Linked DNA regions of Anas platyrhynchos: region 1 is linked to region 2. A link is a contact called in public Hi-C data. All regions are on one chromosome and are shown on one strand. Each heading gives the region's core, a stretch centred on a gene start, on an enhancer-like site or on the middle of the called end of the contact. The rest is flanking DNA. Distances are from core to core; before and after follow the strand shown.

The links. Hi-C and Micro-C count contacts between places; a contact is called where the count stands out from the background.
Region 1: a Hi-C map of subcutaneous adipose tissue shows a contact between it and region 2, with 2.0 times the contacts expected there. The contact joins the promoter of ACTN1 here to the enhancer-like site in region 2. A contact is called at or near these places in 2 of 8 Hi-C or Micro-C datasets (skeletal muscle and subcutaneous adipose tissue).

What each region holds. Positions count from the first base shown.
Region 1 is chr5:37,268,321-37,271,999 of IASCAAS_PekinDuck_T2T, reverse strand. It overlaps ACTN1 (actinin alpha 1), which reads right to left and starts at 2,086. Exons shown (of 21, transcript XM_038179255.2): 1 at 1,863-2,086. The coding sequence starts at 1,967. It overlaps LOC140002648 (a long non-coding RNA gene), which reads right to left. Exons shown (of 4, transcript XR_011809710.1): 4 at 3,459-3,679.
Region 2 is chr5:37,202,681-37,206,231 of IASCAAS_PekinDuck_T2T, reverse strand. All of the region lies in intron 5 of DCAF5 (DDB1 and CUL4 associated factor 5), which reads right to left. Among named protein-coding and RNA genes, the nearest start is that of DCAF5, 30 kb to the right of the region's middle. Within about 2 kb of position 1,286, at least 3 of the 8 cell types and tissues checked have an H3K27ac peak or open chromatin away from gene starts, as enhancers often do.

The sequences.
Region 1 (3,679 bases), core at 837-3,336, 65 kb before region 2:
CTCGGTGGTACTTAAACCCCTCCACAGACCCTTCCTCGTCTCTCTTTCCCCACACTGGCACAGAAGCTTTGGGGTCTACTGCTGCCAGCACCCGAAAGTGAGTCTCACCCATGGGAGAGGCCCGGCTGCTGTGCCTGCAGGCAGCAAGACGTCAGCGATCTCCCACTGATAAAGGCCCCGACTGAATGGCAGTGCTGCAACAGGCACAGCGATTTCTAAGAGCTGATCGTCCAAACAGCCATTTATGTAGGCAGAGAAATCGCACGTACAGTCAGGATTCATAAACAGCGGAATTAAGTTCACATAGCAACATCCCAGCCTTCTTCCACAGCGATTTTCTGCTTCTCAAATCTCGGTGCCCTTTTATTTCTAGACAGACAGGCTTTTAGAAATTCTCTGGCTGTTCCTTGCAGGAAGGAAAACCTAAAACACGTGAGCCAACTAGAAAGCCCCAACAGTGGGCCAGAAGAGAGCCGACAGATCATTTGGGAGGTGTGAACCCCTCCGATTCACCTTGGCAAGCTATCAGTCCTGAGCAGGGAGACAAAGGTGCAGCTGTAATTACTGCAGTGACTTCATTTTGCAGGTGAGGAGGGGTTACGGTCTCAGCACACCCCAGGGCTGTGCCCACTGGATGCTGTTACCTCCTGCCCTCTGAAGCAAGCCCCAAGGCCCCAGCAGGCCCAGCACGGTCACTGGGAGCTGCTGGCCAGGTAAAGGACCTGGCTGGGATAATTTCCGAGCAGACACACGGATACCTCCCAGCTCCCTCCCGGCTTCTCCCCTCCTGTGCGAGCACAAGTAACCCAAGTTAACGGAGCGGCTCTCTGTCCCCCTCTGCTGATAGGACCACGAGGACCAAAAAAACCTCCTGGCAGGAGGTAATTAAGGAAGCCGTGGCCTTCGGGGCACGTGCCACAGCTCCTGCTTTGGGGCTCCTCGTGAAGCCAGAGGCTGGGCTCCTGCTCCCAAGCACCACGCCAGCCGCTCCGCTCCGCCTGCCCCCAGCGCCCCATGAAAGGCAAGGAGCTGCGCGCAGCCTGAGAGCCATTTATTTCCCCTTGTGGGCAACGAGCAGTGCTGCCCACCTCGCCCTGCGCCCCACGGGCTGTCCCACACCCCTCTGCAGGGCTGGAGGCAGCGCTCACAGCCAGGCAGCCCTCCGGAGCAGGAGGAAACTTCTCTCCCTCCACGAGTGCATGGTGGCAGATAAGCCACCGAGCGAGCACAGCCCAGACCGAGATTGCATTCCTCCTCCTCCTCCTTTGTTGAGGTGCGAGCTCGCACACCGCCAGCTCGCTCTCAATCAAATGCCCTGGTTTGGGTGCTTCAATTCTGCTGCCTCCCCGAGCGAGGAAGCCGCGGGCAGAAGCCCCGCAGCTCTCCCTTCCCATTCACCCGGTGGCGATGGGCAGGGGAGCCTGGCAGCCCTCCACCCGCAAGCAGCGGAGGTGGGAAGGGACGGGAAGGGAAGGGAAGGAGGGGGCTGGAGACGGAGAGACCCCTTATGGGGGGGCAGCGGCACCCCCACCCCGGCTGGCTGGGATGCGGGGCTGGGAGCGGTCCCGCGCGGGATGCTCCGGGCTGAGCACAGCGAGGAGAGCAGCGGCGAGGCTGCAGCTCCCCAGCTCCCAGCTCCCCTCCCCGCTAGTTCAAAAAAAAAAAAAAAAGGGCCAGAAAAGGGCCGAACGTTACCATTTTTGGACATGACTCGGCGCCAGCCCTGCCCTAGCCCCCAGCGCTCAGCCCGCCGCCGGGGCCGGGTCCCCCCGGGGTGCACCCTATTTATTTTTTTTGGGGGGGGTGCGGGCTGCCCGGTGCCCCCCGGTGCCCCCCGGTTTTCCCCGCGTGGCGGTGCCCACCTTCCGCTGCTGCTTCTCCCAGGCGGGGTCGAGCAGCAGGTCGCGGTCCCAGTCCTCCTCCGGCTGCATGTAGTCGTTGGTCTGCTGCGGGTCGTAGTGATCCATGGCGGCAGGCAGCCTGTCCCTCCGTCCCTTGTCTGTCCGTCCGTCCGTCCGTCTCACCCGTCTGTCCGCGCGTCCTCCCCCCCCGCCGCCCCGCCCCGCCCCGTCCCGGCGCTGCCGCTGTGCCCGGCCCGCGGCCGCTCAGCCCCGAGCAGGCGGCGGCGGCGCCCGCTCCCTCCCCCCCCTCCGCCTCCCTCCGCCTCCCTCCGCCCCTCCGCCTCCGGCCGCGCGCGCCGCACCGCGGGGGCGGGACCAGCCGCCCCGCCCCCGCTTCTCATTGGTCGATTCCGCAGGCGGCGCGCCGCTCATTGCGCCCCCCGCCCGTCAGTCACGCTCCCGCGGCCCCGCCCTCCCTGAGGCGGAGGGAGCGGCGGGGAGGGCGGGCAAGATGGCGGCCGGGGGCGGCCGGGCGGCGGGAGCCGCGGTGCCATCCGCGGGGATGTGCCTCAGCTGCCGCCGCCGGCAGCCCCCTCCCTGCCTCAGCCTCTAGATACAGAGTACGATATGTAATGCACAACCGCACACAACGTAAAGAAATAAAGATCCACCATATCACTGCAATAAAGCATAAAGAAATCAAGAATTGCGATGTTTCTGACTGTTTGAGCCCCTCCTCACTGCCCCTCACGTTCACGCCTCACGCCTCCCGCTCCTCGCCTCTCCCAATCCCTCCCTGCGTTTCTGGGAAGTGCCGCAATCTTTCACTAATCCCGACCCTTAGATCCTCAAGGGCTCCGTAACAAAACTCTTGGCCACAGTTTGTGAACTTACGGGCAGCAGCGTGGGGGGCGGAAAGGAAAATAAATGTCACTTCTGGACTTGGGACGCTTCCCGGCCCCGCTTGACCCGCTGCCCTGGTGTGGAACCATACTGGTGACACCACGGGAGCGCAGCGATGCTCCTGGGGGATGTCTGCAAGCACAGCAGCACCCCGCTTTTCCTCCTGCAGCCTCCTAGAGCTCTCTGTGTGATGTTAATGCCGACCTCCTTGGGCATCCTTCAAACCTCGCTGGACCAAGCAGGGCTCCAGCGAGGTCCTTCTGATCCGACAAAAGGGCAGCGGGTGTTCCTAGGGCAGTGGGAACAGTCAGACCCACCTCCTGCCCCTTCAGATGAAGGAGCCCAAGGACACTTGGGTAGCTCTGCTCACTGCTCTTTTGCTTAACACATCGGCTACAGGTCCGAGCTTCCCTGGGGAGATAGCTGTTCCCTTGCCAGGAGCATCCATAAGCTCCTGTAGGAGGCCCAGCAGGTGAGCTGGGTCACTGTACAGCAGCACACAAAGCCGTATGGAAGCGGTCTGCCCTTTCTGGGGAGACTCACGGCCAAGTTTCAGCTTTTACATCCTGCAGGTATTCCAAACCATTGTAGCACTGTGACTTAGCACTTACATTTGAACTGTGTGTTGGACTCTCACAGTTAAAAACTCAACAAATTAACATCATTCTTACCCTCCCAGCCCGGGACACGTTACCAATAAAAACTCGGCACCTCTGAAATGCAGACATTTATCTGGTGGAATTTAGGGGGCTATAGCATGCTGTGGTGAATATGAGGAAGGAAGGTGTCTCATAGCCAGAGATTGGGTAAAATCTATGCTTTTAAGAAATGTCATAGAATAACAGTGACAATACTCATTATCCAGGGTTCATTTGATGTAAATGAGACAAACACACACAAAGGCAGGGATACTGTGTTTTGGGGAAGAGGAAAGA
Region 2 (3,551 bases), core at 37-2,536:
GATTATCTCACTACTTGTACAAAAAATCTTCTGTAGATGAACGACATCCCTCAGAACATTAGATGGAAAATAAAGGGTATTTGTTTGAACTTCAAAGAACAACCAAGTGAAGGCTGTGTATTGTTAGCAAAATTAAGAACCTTTGCTTTCCTTTGCAGAGGACAAACAAGTAAAATCACCTGCATACAACAAGACTGGAAAAGTAGGGAGTTCAGGGTGAAAATCCTGTAGTAGTTGTTTGTAGTAGTTCAGGGTGAAAATTCTGTATGTTCAAAGAACACGGCACTCTTTCTCACCTTTACTGTTAGGCTCAGGAACATGCACGTTAGAAGAAAGATCAATTCCCAACATCAATAATCTTTTGTGCTTGACAAACTCTGAAGTGAACAGAAGCTTGATCTTTCCCTCCAAGCCAGGAAGGCTATATTATATATATATTTTTTATATTTTACACATTATATTATATTTTACACATTATTTATATTTTACACATTATACATATATATAATTTATTTTTTAAAATGACAGATTCTTATCTGATAATTGACTTCAGAATCTGGAGCCTTAAGATCATCTGACATCACCAGATTTCAGTACCCAGGGCAACCAGACCTTGTAACAGCAAAGGCTCGCATGGCTTAGCCCTTATGATCTAATTGAGGTGCCGAATGCTAATATTGCTTCACCAGTGATCGTGGGCAGTTCTCCAGAAAGCACTGTTATGTTTTCCTTTACCTTTGTTCACAGGAAAAACAAAAAACAAACAAGAAAACACCCACCTATAAAATGTCATTATTTGACAGAGCAGAGGCCTGAAGTGTACCAAACTCTTTCCCTCCTCTGCATCACTTACATCCTTCTAGGGTTTAAGGCTATTATGGCAATTAAGCGTTAGGAAATGACAACAATGAAAAAACAACCCTATTTATTTGAATGTTTCACATCCTCCTTCAGCTCTACTCAATGTTTGTTTTAGTCTTATTACAGACCTGTTCCCAAACATTCTCACCAGCCCAGCCTTGCCCTCACTACAGCTCTGAGTCAGCAGGCACAAGTGCCCTGTTCTCACTCTGCCTGAATTATCTAGGTGTTACTATCAAGTAAGTAATAAACGAGATCTACTGGATAGTGAAATGGTTTTGCAAGAAGAGGGAAAAAAAACATTTAGTCGGATTTTAAAAAGCAAAATAAAAGTAGAGAATGCAAAGTAAAGAGTAACTGTCCACTAACCACAAGCAAACTAGCTAAACGAGCTCATCATTTTTCTCCTTCTCTAATCTCTAAAGTCAGTCTATTACTCACCGTGTTCAGAAATAGCACCTTGAAGGATGGAGTATAGACTGTGGGAGAGAACACTGCTCAGCTGAAGGCAGTAAACCAAAAAGGAGTGGGTTCCATCAGATAACCAGACACAGAAGATGCAAGTATGGCCAGACATGGCAAGGGAAGATGACCTCGAGGCCAAACGAAGGAACAATAGTTGTTTCCAAAACAAAGCACACATCAAAGTCAGTGTAACACAAAGTACACAGCTGCCAGAGAAAGTTACCTCAGAAAGATAATCTGAGTGCAAGAGAGTAATTCCTCATGAAGAGTAACTCCATATTTATACCTTAGGGCCTACACAAGACCAGTCCCTTATCCTTTATAGGACTGCGTTATTGATTTTTTCCCCTGTGCGTTTTTCTGTACTGTGTTTCATGTATTGCATTAAAGCCGAACAACGTCAGCTACAGATTTGCTTCCTCATCCAATAAAAACATGTTTATAGCCACAGACTTTTCTGTAGCGAAGCTGCTCCAAGTGCAAAGTCTTCACCTGGGCTGGGGCAATCCCAAGCACAAATACAGTCTGGGCAGAGAACAGCTTGAGAGCAGCCCTGAGGAGAAGGACCTGGGAGTGTTGGTGGATGAGAAGCTCAACATAAGCCAGCGACGTGCATTTGCAGCCCAGAAAGCCAGACGTATCCTGGGCTGCACCAAAAGCAGCGTGGCCAGCAGGGTGAGGGAGGCCGCTCTCCACCTCTGTTCCACCTGGAGCACTGCCTTCAGCTCTGGGGCCTTCCTTTCTTTTGAGAGAAAGAGTGGCAGGATCTAAGGTGCTCCCTGCAGAAGCACCATCTAGTCTTGAACCAAAGCTTTTGCCTTCCAGTACGTACAAGAAGAATGCAAACTGGCACATAAACCTACCTAAATGTAACTCTAACCACAGCTCTGGTCCCATCAAGTTGCTCTACCACAACTTCCTATGAATTTATGTTTCAACAACTAATTCCCATGTCTTACAACAGGGTTGAACCAAGGCGTGTGTACATTTAAAACAGGCACCAAGTGAGGGAGGCCTTCTTCATACCGTACTGTCCTAGTTAACTCTTAAGTAAGGTTATGTCAGATAAAGGTGGGAAAGAGTACCAGGCAGTATCCAGCAGACTTGCACACTTACTGGAAGTGTTTCTAGACTAGGTGTTATTTGGCACTCATGCCAGCAAAGATTGTTTACTTCAGAATAAAAATATTTAGCATTAAATTCACTGATTTACATTTCTTGCAACTTTAAGTAGCACCTCTGTCCTTAAAAGATAAAGAAGCACCAACCACAAAGAAAGAGTCCATATGCAGCGAAGTGCTCTGCCCAGCAGAAATACAGCTTGGATAAAGCCTTAAAGGTTGTAACCATCTCTCTTTGCCCAAAGTCAGAAAGGTTTATTTGCAAGCACTCCCTTTTTTCTTCAGTGGCTCTCATCTCAGAGATGTCATTTGATTTTGGCTAAAACCTGTGGCAAACAGTTTGTGAATTTATTTATGGTTGCAACAAAGAAAACATATCCAATGCACATTCCACAAAAATACCACCCCTCACCATAACCATTTGACGGTTCCTTCAACATACCCCAAAGATTTCCATAAAAGGATAATTATCTGTAAACATCAACAAAAAAAAAATCACTGTCTATAACAAAAAGAAATGGTTAATAATGGAAACAAATAGGGAAAAAAATATCTAAGCTTATATTCTGTGCCACGTGAGGCAAATATACCAAATCAGAACTGGGTCAGGAGAGAGCCTCAAATTCTAGGTTGAGACAAACATCATTTGAGGTGTCTCAATACTGCAAAACAGATGAGGATGCTACCAGTATGGGGGGTGAGGGGAGTTGTATTTCCTCAGCAGTGAGAGAGGATAAATAATTATTTAAATTATTTTAAGTGGTATGGTTGACCTATACTGGTGAGTGCCTAAGCTGCATTTAAAATTTATGTTGCAACCTAGCTAAATGAGTTATTTTAAACAGCATAAAAATAGTCAAAATTCACAACAAATAGTTCTACTAGAAGGGAAAGAAATGACCTGATGATACACACATTTTTCCTTCACTCATTAATGCAGTGCTCTGCTCAGAGGAGGACTAGCAGAGGTCTCAAAACAGAAACACACAGCACATTTTTATTGCACTGAAATAATTAAAACTGGTAGTTGGAGATTCAGTGATACAGAGGAATTTCTTCTCCATCTGCAGGGGCTTTGATAATCCTAAACCATGTGCATTACAA